Linked DNA regions of Mus musculus: region 2 is linked to region 1. A link is a contact called in public ChIA-PET data. All regions are on one chromosome and are shown on one strand. Each heading gives the region's core, a stretch centred on a gene start, on an enhancer-like site or on the middle of the called end of the contact. The rest is flanking DNA. Distances are from core to core; before and after follow the strand shown. Region 1 overlaps M1ap (meiosis 1 associated protein). Region 2 overlaps Slc4a5 (solute carrier family 4, sodium bicarbonate cotransporter, member 5).

Region 1 (4,752 bases), core at 573-3,072:
GGATGGCTTAGAACTTAGTATGTAGACCAGGCTGGCCTCGAACTCACAGAGATCTGCCTATCTCTGCCTGCATAATGCTGGGTCTAAAGGCATGCACTACCACACCCAGCCTCACCGCCTTCTTGGGGCAGTCCTGACATTGAAGTTTCTCGTGCCTACACCCACTCATTTAATGAGCCTCACCTGCCTGAGAGATCTGTCCATCAGCGTCATTACCTGGATCCTTACTGTGCTAATCCAGCCCTGTTTTACTTGTGCTTTAATACTGCACTCCTTCGCGAGCTGGAGCTGGGATGCTCTCAGTCTCTCCCCTTCTCAGCCTGGCTTAAGCATGGCAGTAAGTCTGCCATCTACAGCTTCAAAATACTGTGTGTCTTCGGCAGTTCAGTGATAGGGAACTTGCCTGGTGTGTGCATGAAGCCGTAGGTTTGATCTCTAGCAACACACACACACACACACACACACACACACACACACCTATATTTGAATACAGACACACAGTCTATATTCAAGGCTTACCATTATTCTCTTCACATACCGTACCATACCCTACAACCAAATGAGTGGGAAGCATTAGCTTCCCCTCTGTTCATGCTGTCTCTTCTCTTCTCTCCATGTGTTCAAATCCTGCCCTAACCTGAAAGACTCAGCTCAACGGTTTCCTTGGTGAGCCCTTCCCAAATGCCTTTTTTCATCAGACCTTGTATATTTTATTCCTACTTTAGAGAAAAGCATATTTCAAGTCATCATTTTTTTTAAAGTATATGTCCGATGATTTGACTTAAGGACTGAGATGTAAACTTAATTTATTCTAAAATCCAAAATGACACACTTGCCCTTTCCTGCTGTTTCTACCACTTCCCCACTCTCCCAGCCAAGTTCTCGGCTTTAGTTAAATTTTGGCTCAGAAAAGAAATTCCCCCTTAATTACCTCTATTTTTTAATGTGTGTGTGTGTGTGTGTGTGTGTGAGAGAGAGAGAGAGAGAGAGAGAGAGAGAGAGAGAGAGGGAGAGAGAGGGAGGGAGAGGGGGCGGGGGAGGGAGTATGGGAATGGGGGGGTGCGCAGAACACATAAAAGAGCATCAGATGTCCTCTCTCTCTCTCTCTCTCTCTTTCTCTCTCTCTCTCTCTCTCTCTCTTTTCCTTTGAGGAAGGATCTCTTCCTGAACCTGAAATTTGTGAATTCTAGACTAGGTTGGAAGGCAGAAACCATAGTCATGCCCCTGCCTCCATGTCCCTCAGAGTTAAGGACCCTTGTAGGGAAATCAGGCTTGTTGTGTGGGTGCTGGGATCCAAATGCCAGTCCTCAGACTGCATACAGGTGCTTTTGATTGCCGAGCCATCTCTCCTGGCCCTCTTACTTTGGAGTGGCTCAGGCAGTTTGCTAAAATATTCTGATAAAAATATCCCTCTTGCTCAAGAAAAGCCTGTGCTTTGGAACTTGATAGCCCTCAGTCTGCTCCTTTATTGCTTCCTGACTGTGAACTTCAGAAACATAATCACATCTCTAACTATGGTGTATTTGTGTGTTCAGAACCCTAACAAACACAGTGACCTCCTGCGGTCTAGTGCCTACAGGATGACATATTAAAAAACATTATTCAGTGACCCAAAAGAAATTTTTAACTAATTAATTTGTGTTTTCAAAAACACCAGAGAAGAGCCCTCTTATAACTACAATGGCATAGAAATGAATAGACTTTTCTCCTTCACTCAATAATTATCTGTAACCCAGAGATGCTGTCCCTAAGCCCTTTTACACACATGCGTGCACACACAGTCACTCTCACCACATCCTCTGGGCCTGTTCTTTGCCTTCCTCCTCCCACTCAGCCACAGAGTCTACACTGACTTAGCTTCTCTGACATAATTTGCAGCATTGTGAGGTCTTGTGTAAAATATTCAAGGCCAGCGCTAGCAAGGCTTCTGTGAGCGGTCAGCAGGAGAGAAAGAAAGGGAAGAGGCACATCTGAGACACGCTAGCAGCTCTTGTCTCTGTCACATCTAACCGAAACTATAAAAAGTGCCTTGCATATTTTTGAGTGCTTAGAACTACATGTGTAAACCTGGCACATATCTGGCGTGTGGTTTACACAGAGTTGTTGGCTACTACTTTTATAATTTCCATTTGTTTCCTCCTGTTTTCTTTTTTTCCTGTTTTGATTTTTTCAGACAGCGTCTACATAGTCTTGGCCTTCCTGTAATTGCTATATAGACCAGGCTGGCCTCGAACTCACAGTGATCCACCTGCTGCTGCTTCCTGAGCGCTGGGATTAAAGGCATGTCTCATCGTGCCTGGCTCTTATTGTTTCCTTTCAATATCATTACATTGTTTGTGTGTGTGTATGTGTGTCTGTGTGTGTGAGAACTCACTCACAAATGTAAAGATCAGAGGACAACTTACAGGAGTCAGTTCAAGCCTAATGACCAGAATTTGATCCCTGGGACCTCCACAGTGGAGAGAATCTATACTTGCAATCACTCCCACACCCCACCCACCCCCACCTCTCTCCTCTCTCTTTCACACACACACACATACACACAAACACACACAACTCACACAGACACACAAACACACTCACACATACACCCATACAAACAAACACATGCAGTTTTAAGCATTTAAGACTCTTTACGGTTAAGCCTTAATCGGTGCCTTTGTTTTTATTCTTTCTTTTGTCTTTTGGTTTTCAAACTTACAGTCCTACATGACTTTTTTTTTTTAACATAACAATATTTAGTAAAAGCCTCACCTTGTGAATAAGTGTATTATAGAGGCTTCAGTTGGTAGAGAGGGCTCGCCCTTCCCTGCACCAGGCAGATAGAGCACTCGGGTACCGTGCTGAGTCACAGCTGGGCAGCCATCCTGCTACAGCTCAGCCTATCTTCCAGAGCTTTCAGCGACAAGCCTGGTGTGCTGCGTGTCTCTCCTCACCCTAAAAGGTCTCAACCCTGATCATTTCCACCCAAGTCTCCTTAAACACTTAGCTTCTCTCACGAATTTCTGCCTCCAAATCCATTTAACTCTAGTATATCACAAATGTCCTAAGTGGAAAACTGGCTTGAGTCACACCCTACCCCACCAGCAGATCTCTGCCAAAAGATCTGCTTCCTTGTAAACATCTCTTAACAGATAGGAATCCTAGATTCTGAGCTCCACCACTATGACTACCACCATCCCCTCCCACTCAAAGTCAACGTATGCCCTCAGGGAAATGGAGCTAGCCTAATTCCTACCTCTCTCTGGATCTTTCTCCTCTAGAGACTATAATTGTACCATTAAATCTGTACTTCTTTGTCAGTATTCAAGGACCAGCTTTATACATTTCCCATTGTATTCTCTTCACATAACATAGATTCCACACTATCTAGCTTCTCTGACTGTCCTGGGAGGGAGAAGCGGTCTGAGGTGATCTCTAGATGCAGACGTAGTTGTTATCATGAGCTCTCATCCACCTTTGTCACCCGACTACACACACACAGCACAGTCTCTAATTCACCCCAGCCACTCCGTGTTTTCACTGCCAGGTTCATGAGCTTCCGCACAAGTCAGAGTATAGGTGAGTGTGTTTGATATTCCCTCTCCTCCACCTCTTCATTTGCAGCAGCTTTCTGGACAAGACACATGCTGCACTAATCAGATCCTAGCCATTGGTGTCAACCTATCAGGCTCCTCGGCTGTAAAAGTTACATAACCTTTCCATCTACACTTTGCACAATGCTTTAAGCCTTAGTCAAATGCAGTCAGAAGTGTACTTTCCATTCCCTGGTTTTTTGTTTTGTTTTGTTCTGTTCTGTTCTGTTCTGTTCTGAAATTTGCTCCATTTCTGTCTTCCTCAAAGTTTGTTTTATTTGGGTATCTGACTTTCATCAGAAAAGATTTACCCAGTCTTTCTGATCAATAGTATTCTCTGTCTTTATATTATATGATAACAGTTCTTGGAGACAAGAACAAACATCTCTCCATTCTACATAGGAAATTGATGACAGACCAAAGTAGAGACACCACTAAAGTCCAGTTTGGTGAATCAATGAGTTCTATTGGGATTCCTTAGGGGAATATGGGCAAGGGGTTACTTACAGGAACAGAAATGACTCAGAGACAGCTGCATTACCAAAAACCCACACCAGCATGGGCGACGGCTCACAAAGGCCTGAAACCAGGAACACAGTGCATAGCTGCAGGCAGCTGGACAAGAGTAGGCAGGGCAGAGTGTTCTTAACAGGTAACTGACTTGGTCTGTGTCTCCTCCAGGCAGCTTGCTTGTTCTGAGCCTCTTCTAAGCAGCTCTTCTCTCAGAAGTCCTTACAGCTTGTATGTTTGAGGGAAAGGGGCTAGTGAGTCTGGTCAGTTTCAGGGACTTCCTAAAAGCTTTGCTTTGTTTACTTCCTGAGCTTAAGGAACATCTCTGAAGGATGGAGTGTTTCATCTCCCTTAGACCATCCTGTTGTCTCACCTTCTTTCTGACATTCTGTGTCTTCAGGAGTTTCTCTCCAAGATGGAAGGTTTTACTCTCAGAGAAAATCACTACACATCTACCAATCTCATAAATTTCACTCTTAGATTAGTCCAGATCATAATGGTCTGTGTCCTTATAGTACTTTGATGCTTTCATAGCCCTATATCTAAAAATTACTCAATTATTTTTAATGTGGCAAAATAAGTAACTAATAATTAAACATGTCTTAATTAAAAGGGGGGGGGGGCGGACAGAGAACTCACTACATAACCCTAGCTGGCCCAGAACTCA
Region 2 (4,752 bases), core at 1,522-4,021, 250 kb after region 1:
CCACTTTATATCTTCTTCTCCCTCTATCTTCTTTGCAGATTTCTGTTCATACTATTAGGACCTTCCGGGAGAGCAAAGTCCTATAATGAGATTGGCCGAGCCATCGCAACCCTCATGGTGGATGATGTAAGTAAAGATATGAAGCACACACTCCTTTGTGAGTGGTAATGGCTGTTGCACTGGCACAGCCTCCCCCACTCCCTGTCATCACCAATTATCTAACAAGCACCTCTGAGCCCCTGCTGTGCACCAGGGAACTCAGGATTATAAGATTCCGAGAATAGAACCAGACCCTCTCTAATTTAGAAGCACTATCCAGAAAGGGGGACAGATCTGCAATAATGAGATGATTAAAAAAAAAATAGAATTAACCATGTGCTGTCTGCCTGGGGAGCCAGGGCAGGCTCTGCAGATAGAAAACTAAGTGAACAGAAGGCAGGTAGACTGGCATGGCCCTGAGATGCTAGCCTTCTGGAAGCTAATGGAAGTTCAGTAGTGTAAGCTCAAAGTGTGCACTCCCCCAAGGGCCAGGGCAGTGACCTGAGCCAGAGGCCATACACACCCTGGGACAGGCAGGAGCCTAAGGGTCCTGTTCTGTCCCCAGATCATTGGGGAGCTGGAGGTCTTTAAGCACATGAATGACCCCACCAAATCTGCAAGTCTTTTTGTAGCCTGACCTGCTCCAGGGTAAAAGTATGGGCAGTAATGAATGGATTTGAAAACTGGACTCAAACTGGGCTCTGTAGAGGTTTTCTTGTGTGCTTGCTCTGTGGAAAACAGAAATGAAGAAGATGGGGGAACTCAGCAGACGTCCTACAGTAGTCTTAGCTGGGGTCGGCATCTAGGATGAGCGTGCCCAGGTTCCTTGGCCCTTGCTCAAAGACTTGGTATACAGCCACACAAAGATTTGCAGAAGCAGTAGGGGGACTTGATTCAAAGCAAAGAGACAGAACAGGTCAGGTACAGTCAAGAGTGACTGTGGGCCACATGAGTGAGGGTACCCAGAGACCCCAACTATTGTTTGGGGTTTGTTTTATGGGGTTCAGAGGAAGGTGGAGTGTTAGTATGGGTGGTTCTCTAAATGACAGACTAAATTATATGACCATCTTTCTGTTGTGAATGTCCCTTCCCATCACACATCTGATTTTGATCATATGTATACCTAATTTTGCATAGGTATAAGAAGTTTGATTTATTATAAAAACCTAGCTCAGGACGTCCCTAGTTTCTTATCCAGACACAAGGAGAGTATCATTGAGTAGAATTTATCTATGTTTGATGGTTGTTAAGGGGAGGAGACAGTTCCATTGTTCAGAGTGGAGTGTGTGTACAGCTCAGTGCAGGTGAGGGCCCTAGGTTGCTAATAAATTGCTAGGTATATGTGCAGAAAGGCATATGTGTACATAGTATAGTATAAAGGTTCTAGGCTGCTAAATGCACTATTAGAAGAGGTGAATGTAGGTAGCCCACATTAAGAGGAGTCCCAGGTTGGTAAGCTATTCCCTATGCTTGCTTGTCTCTAATGTATCTCGGAGGCATAGGTTTCTGATCTCAGATGACCGCCTGCTCTTGGAACTGGCTCTTTCCTATTGTTCCCTATTTCCCTTACTGTCCTTTGTCCTTATCCACCCACTGGAACCAAGTGGGCATCCTGAGAAATGGCTAGAATTGGTTCCTTTAAAGATAGCTGTGATGTGCTCACTCCCAGGAGGGGAGGACTGAGCCCTCTTTTCTCCTTTCTGCTTTTTTATCCTTCTCCATTCCTCACCAGCTATTCAGCGATGTGGCTTATAAAGCTCGGAACCGAGAAGATCTGATCGCAGGGATTGATGAATTTCTAGACGAGGTCATTGTCCTTCCCCCTGGAGAGTGGGACCCAAACATCAGAATTGAGCCACCCAAGAAAGTTCCCTCAGCTGACAAGAGGTGTGTGTTCGGGATAAGAGCAGCAGAGGGTACTCCACATCCGGCATTTTCTTCTCCCTGTAGCAAATCAGAAGCCAACACGGCCACTTATGAACAGCTCTAAAGTCAGGAGTGGGGACTGTGTAGGGGGATGCATATTACTGAATCATTTTCTGTCTTTCTGTGGTATGTGCAATGTGCGTTCACGTCTGAATATGTGTGGGTGCATATGTAGAGGCCCTGACGGTGGCACCAGGGAATTTTTCTTTGCTCTCCACCTTATTCACTGAGGCAGAATCTCTCAGTGAACCCAATGCTGCAGACAGATTTAGATAGTCTTGTTCTAGCTTGTTCTGGGGTTCCCCTGTGTTGGAATTCCAAGTGGCTGCCTTGTCCACCTGATCATCAAATGGCTTCTAGGAACCCAGCTCTTGCCCTCTTGTTTGTGTGGCAAATGCTTTAAACAGCTGAGCTCTCTCCCCACCCCCATCTTCATTCCCCCCCCCCCCCCCCCCCCCCCCCCCGCTTTTCAAGATAGTAGATAGTAGGTTGGGTTGTTTGTTTGTTTTTTGAGGGGGAAGGGGACAGTCCTGAGGGACTGGGCTCTTCCCAGCATTGAGAGCCCTGCTCTGCCCCATCTGCCTTCTCTTTCAGGAAATCTGTGTTCTCTCTGGCAGAGCCGGGCCAGATGAATGGCTCTGTGGGCGGAGGCGGAGCCTCGGCTGGAGGAGGCGGCAGTGGCGGAGGGGCTGGAGGCAGCGGGGCTGGCGGAGTGGGCAGTGGCGACGAAGCTGAGATGCCAGCTATGCACGAAATCGGGGAGGAGCTGATCTGGACCGGAAGGTGCCCGCTCCACACCTGGCAGAGAGCCTGCTGTCCTGAACCCTTCCTTCTTCCGGTCCTGTTAGCGATCCTCTCGCTGCTGTGTGCAGCGCCCCTTAGGGACGGGGATCTGACCACTGCAGTCGTCCCGCACTCTAGTGAATCGTGTGGCTCTGACAGAATTGTGTGGGGTGAGATGAACAGAAGGATCCCACCCGTGAGGAAGGAACCGAAACATTTCTCTAGGCATTCTTTAGTAATTGTATCCTATAGCGGCAGAAACAACGTATCACAAGCAAGGTAGTGTAAAATTACTGACGTCCATTTTCACATGAGTGTGAGATCAGAAGGTTAAAATGGAGATGTCACCAGGGAGCAGAGCCTTTGTGGATCCTACCTCTAATTCCTGGCACTGGAAAGACTGAGGCAGGAGGATTGTTGCAAGTTCCAGGCCAGCCTGTGTTATATAGTGTGAGGCCCTATCTCAACCCTACTCCTTAAATAAAGATGCCAGCAGTGCACCACTGCCTTTGAGCCTCTAGGAACGTCCTTCCTCTCCTTGAAAGACAGCCAGGAGTCTCATAGCACTCCTTGATTTGGCTGTTGTGTCACCTCAGTTTTTGTGTATAAATTTCCATGGCCTTGTCCCTGTGTGATATCTTTGGATAGTATTGCCTGGTTTCTATAATGGCTGGATCAAAGCATTCTTAATGAGTTCATTGTAACTTAATTACATCCTCTCTGCCTCCCTCTCCCGCCCCTTTGTGGTCTCAAGTAACCCAGGTTGACTTCAAGCTTGCTATAGCTAAGGATGATTTTAAATTGATGGTGCCCCCGCCCCTTCCTCTCCAGTGCTGAATTCACAGGCACCACCATGCTTGTCTTATAAACCAGGGCTTCATGCCTACCAGGCAAACATTACCAACTGAGCTTCATTCTCAACCCAGAGACTTTCTAAGTAAAACCATATTCACAAGTATACCAGAGGTTGGAGATTTAATGTATCTTTTAAAAAGAAGCAAGATCTTGAAATCTTAATTTTTTTTTTAAAGCTTCATTTTTCTTTCTTCTGGGGAACAAGAAAAAACTTTCCTGGCCTGAGTTCCCTGGCTGCTCTTGGAGTCACCTAGGTTGACCTAGGTTTAGGGAAGTCCAGAGAAGTACAAGGCTCTGTGCAACCGAAGCCGTTGGGAATGAAGCTGTGTGCTGAGTCTTTCTCGCTGTGATAAGATTCTCTGACAAAAGCAACTGAAGGGAGAAAGGTTCGAAGTTTAAGTAACAGCAGCTCATGCTGGGAAAGTCAAAGTGCAGGAGTTGGAGGGAACTGGTTACATTGTATCCACAGATACATTGTATCAAGACACGAGAGCATTAAGCTCTGGCTCATTTTTTTCCCCAGTCTCTCTCTCTCTCTCTCTCTCTCTCTCTCTCTCTCTCTCTCTCTCTCTCTCTCTCTCTCTCTCTCTCTCTTTTCGAGGCAGGGTTTCTCTGTGTAGCCCTCCTGTCCTGGAACTCACTCTGTAGACCAGACTGCCCTCGAACTCAGAAATCCGCCTGCCTCTGCCTCCCAAGTGCTGAGATCAAAGATGTGTGCCACCACTGCCTTCTTTTTCCAATTTTTATTAGGTATTTTCTTCATTTACATTTCAAATGCTATCCCGAAAGTCCCCTATACCCTCCCCTCCCTCCTCTACCCACCCACTCCCACTTCTTGGCCCTGGCGGTCCCCTGTACTGAGGCATATAAAGATTGCAAGACCAAGGGGGCCTCTCTTCCCAATGATGGCGGACTAAGCCATCTTCTACATATGCATCTAGAGACACAAGTTCTGGGGGTATTGGTTAGTTCATATTGTTATTCCACCTATAGGGTTGCAGATCCCTTCAGCTCCTTGGGTACTTTCACTAGCTCCTCCATTGGGGGCCATGTGTTCCATCCTATAGCTGACTGTGAGCATCCACTTCTGTGTTTGCCAGGCACTGGCATAGCCTCACAAGTAACAGCTATATCAGGGTCCTTTCAGCA

Evidence for each region. ChIA-PET counts read pairs in DNA pulled down with a chosen protein or histone mark.
Region 2: an RNA polymerase II ChIA-PET map of effector CD8 T cells shows a contact between it and region 1, with 29 read pairs. The contact joins two enhancer-like sites. A contact is called at or near these places in 5 of 39 promoter capture datasets (cranial neural crest, embryonic stem cells, liver and 1 more), 19 of 484 Hi-C or Micro-C datasets (CD4 T cells, the P5424 cell line, brain and 11 more), 9 of 115 datasets of contacts at active chromatin or transcription factors (the SCID.adh cell line, T-cell acute lymphoblastic leukemia, bone marrow-derived dendritic cells and 5 more) and 2 of 9 other capture datasets (adipose tissue and liver).

Annotation. Positions count from the first base shown.
Region 1 is chr6:83,011,804-83,016,555 of GRCm38.p6, forward strand. The region is part of intron 7 of M1ap (meiosis 1 associated protein); the gene reads left to right. The region is part of intron 2 of Gm32644 (a long non-coding RNA gene); the gene reads right to left. Among named protein-coding and RNA genes, the nearest start is that of Gm32644, 8.3 kb to the right of the region's middle. Within about 2 kb of position 1,823, at least 156 of the 459 cell types and tissues checked have an H3K27ac peak or open chromatin away from gene starts, as enhancers often do. A contact at or near this core is called in the P5424 cell line, the SCID.adh cell line, T-cell acute lymphoblastic leukemia and 5 more, where this site is marked.
Region 2 is chr6:83,265,635-83,270,386 of GRCm38.p6, forward strand. It overlaps Slc4a5 (solute carrier family 4, sodium bicarbonate cotransporter, member 5), which reads left to right. Exons shown (of 25, transcript NM_001166067.1): 8 at 39-126; 9 at 1,772-1,926; 10 at 2,560-2,748. Among named protein-coding and RNA genes, the nearest start is that of Slc4a5, 31 kb to the left of the region's middle. Within about 2 kb of position 2,772, at least 306 of the 459 cell types and tissues checked have an H3K27ac peak or open chromatin away from gene starts, as enhancers often do. A contact at or near this core is called in the P5424 cell line, the SCID.adh cell line, T-cell acute lymphoblastic leukemia and 5 more, where this site is marked.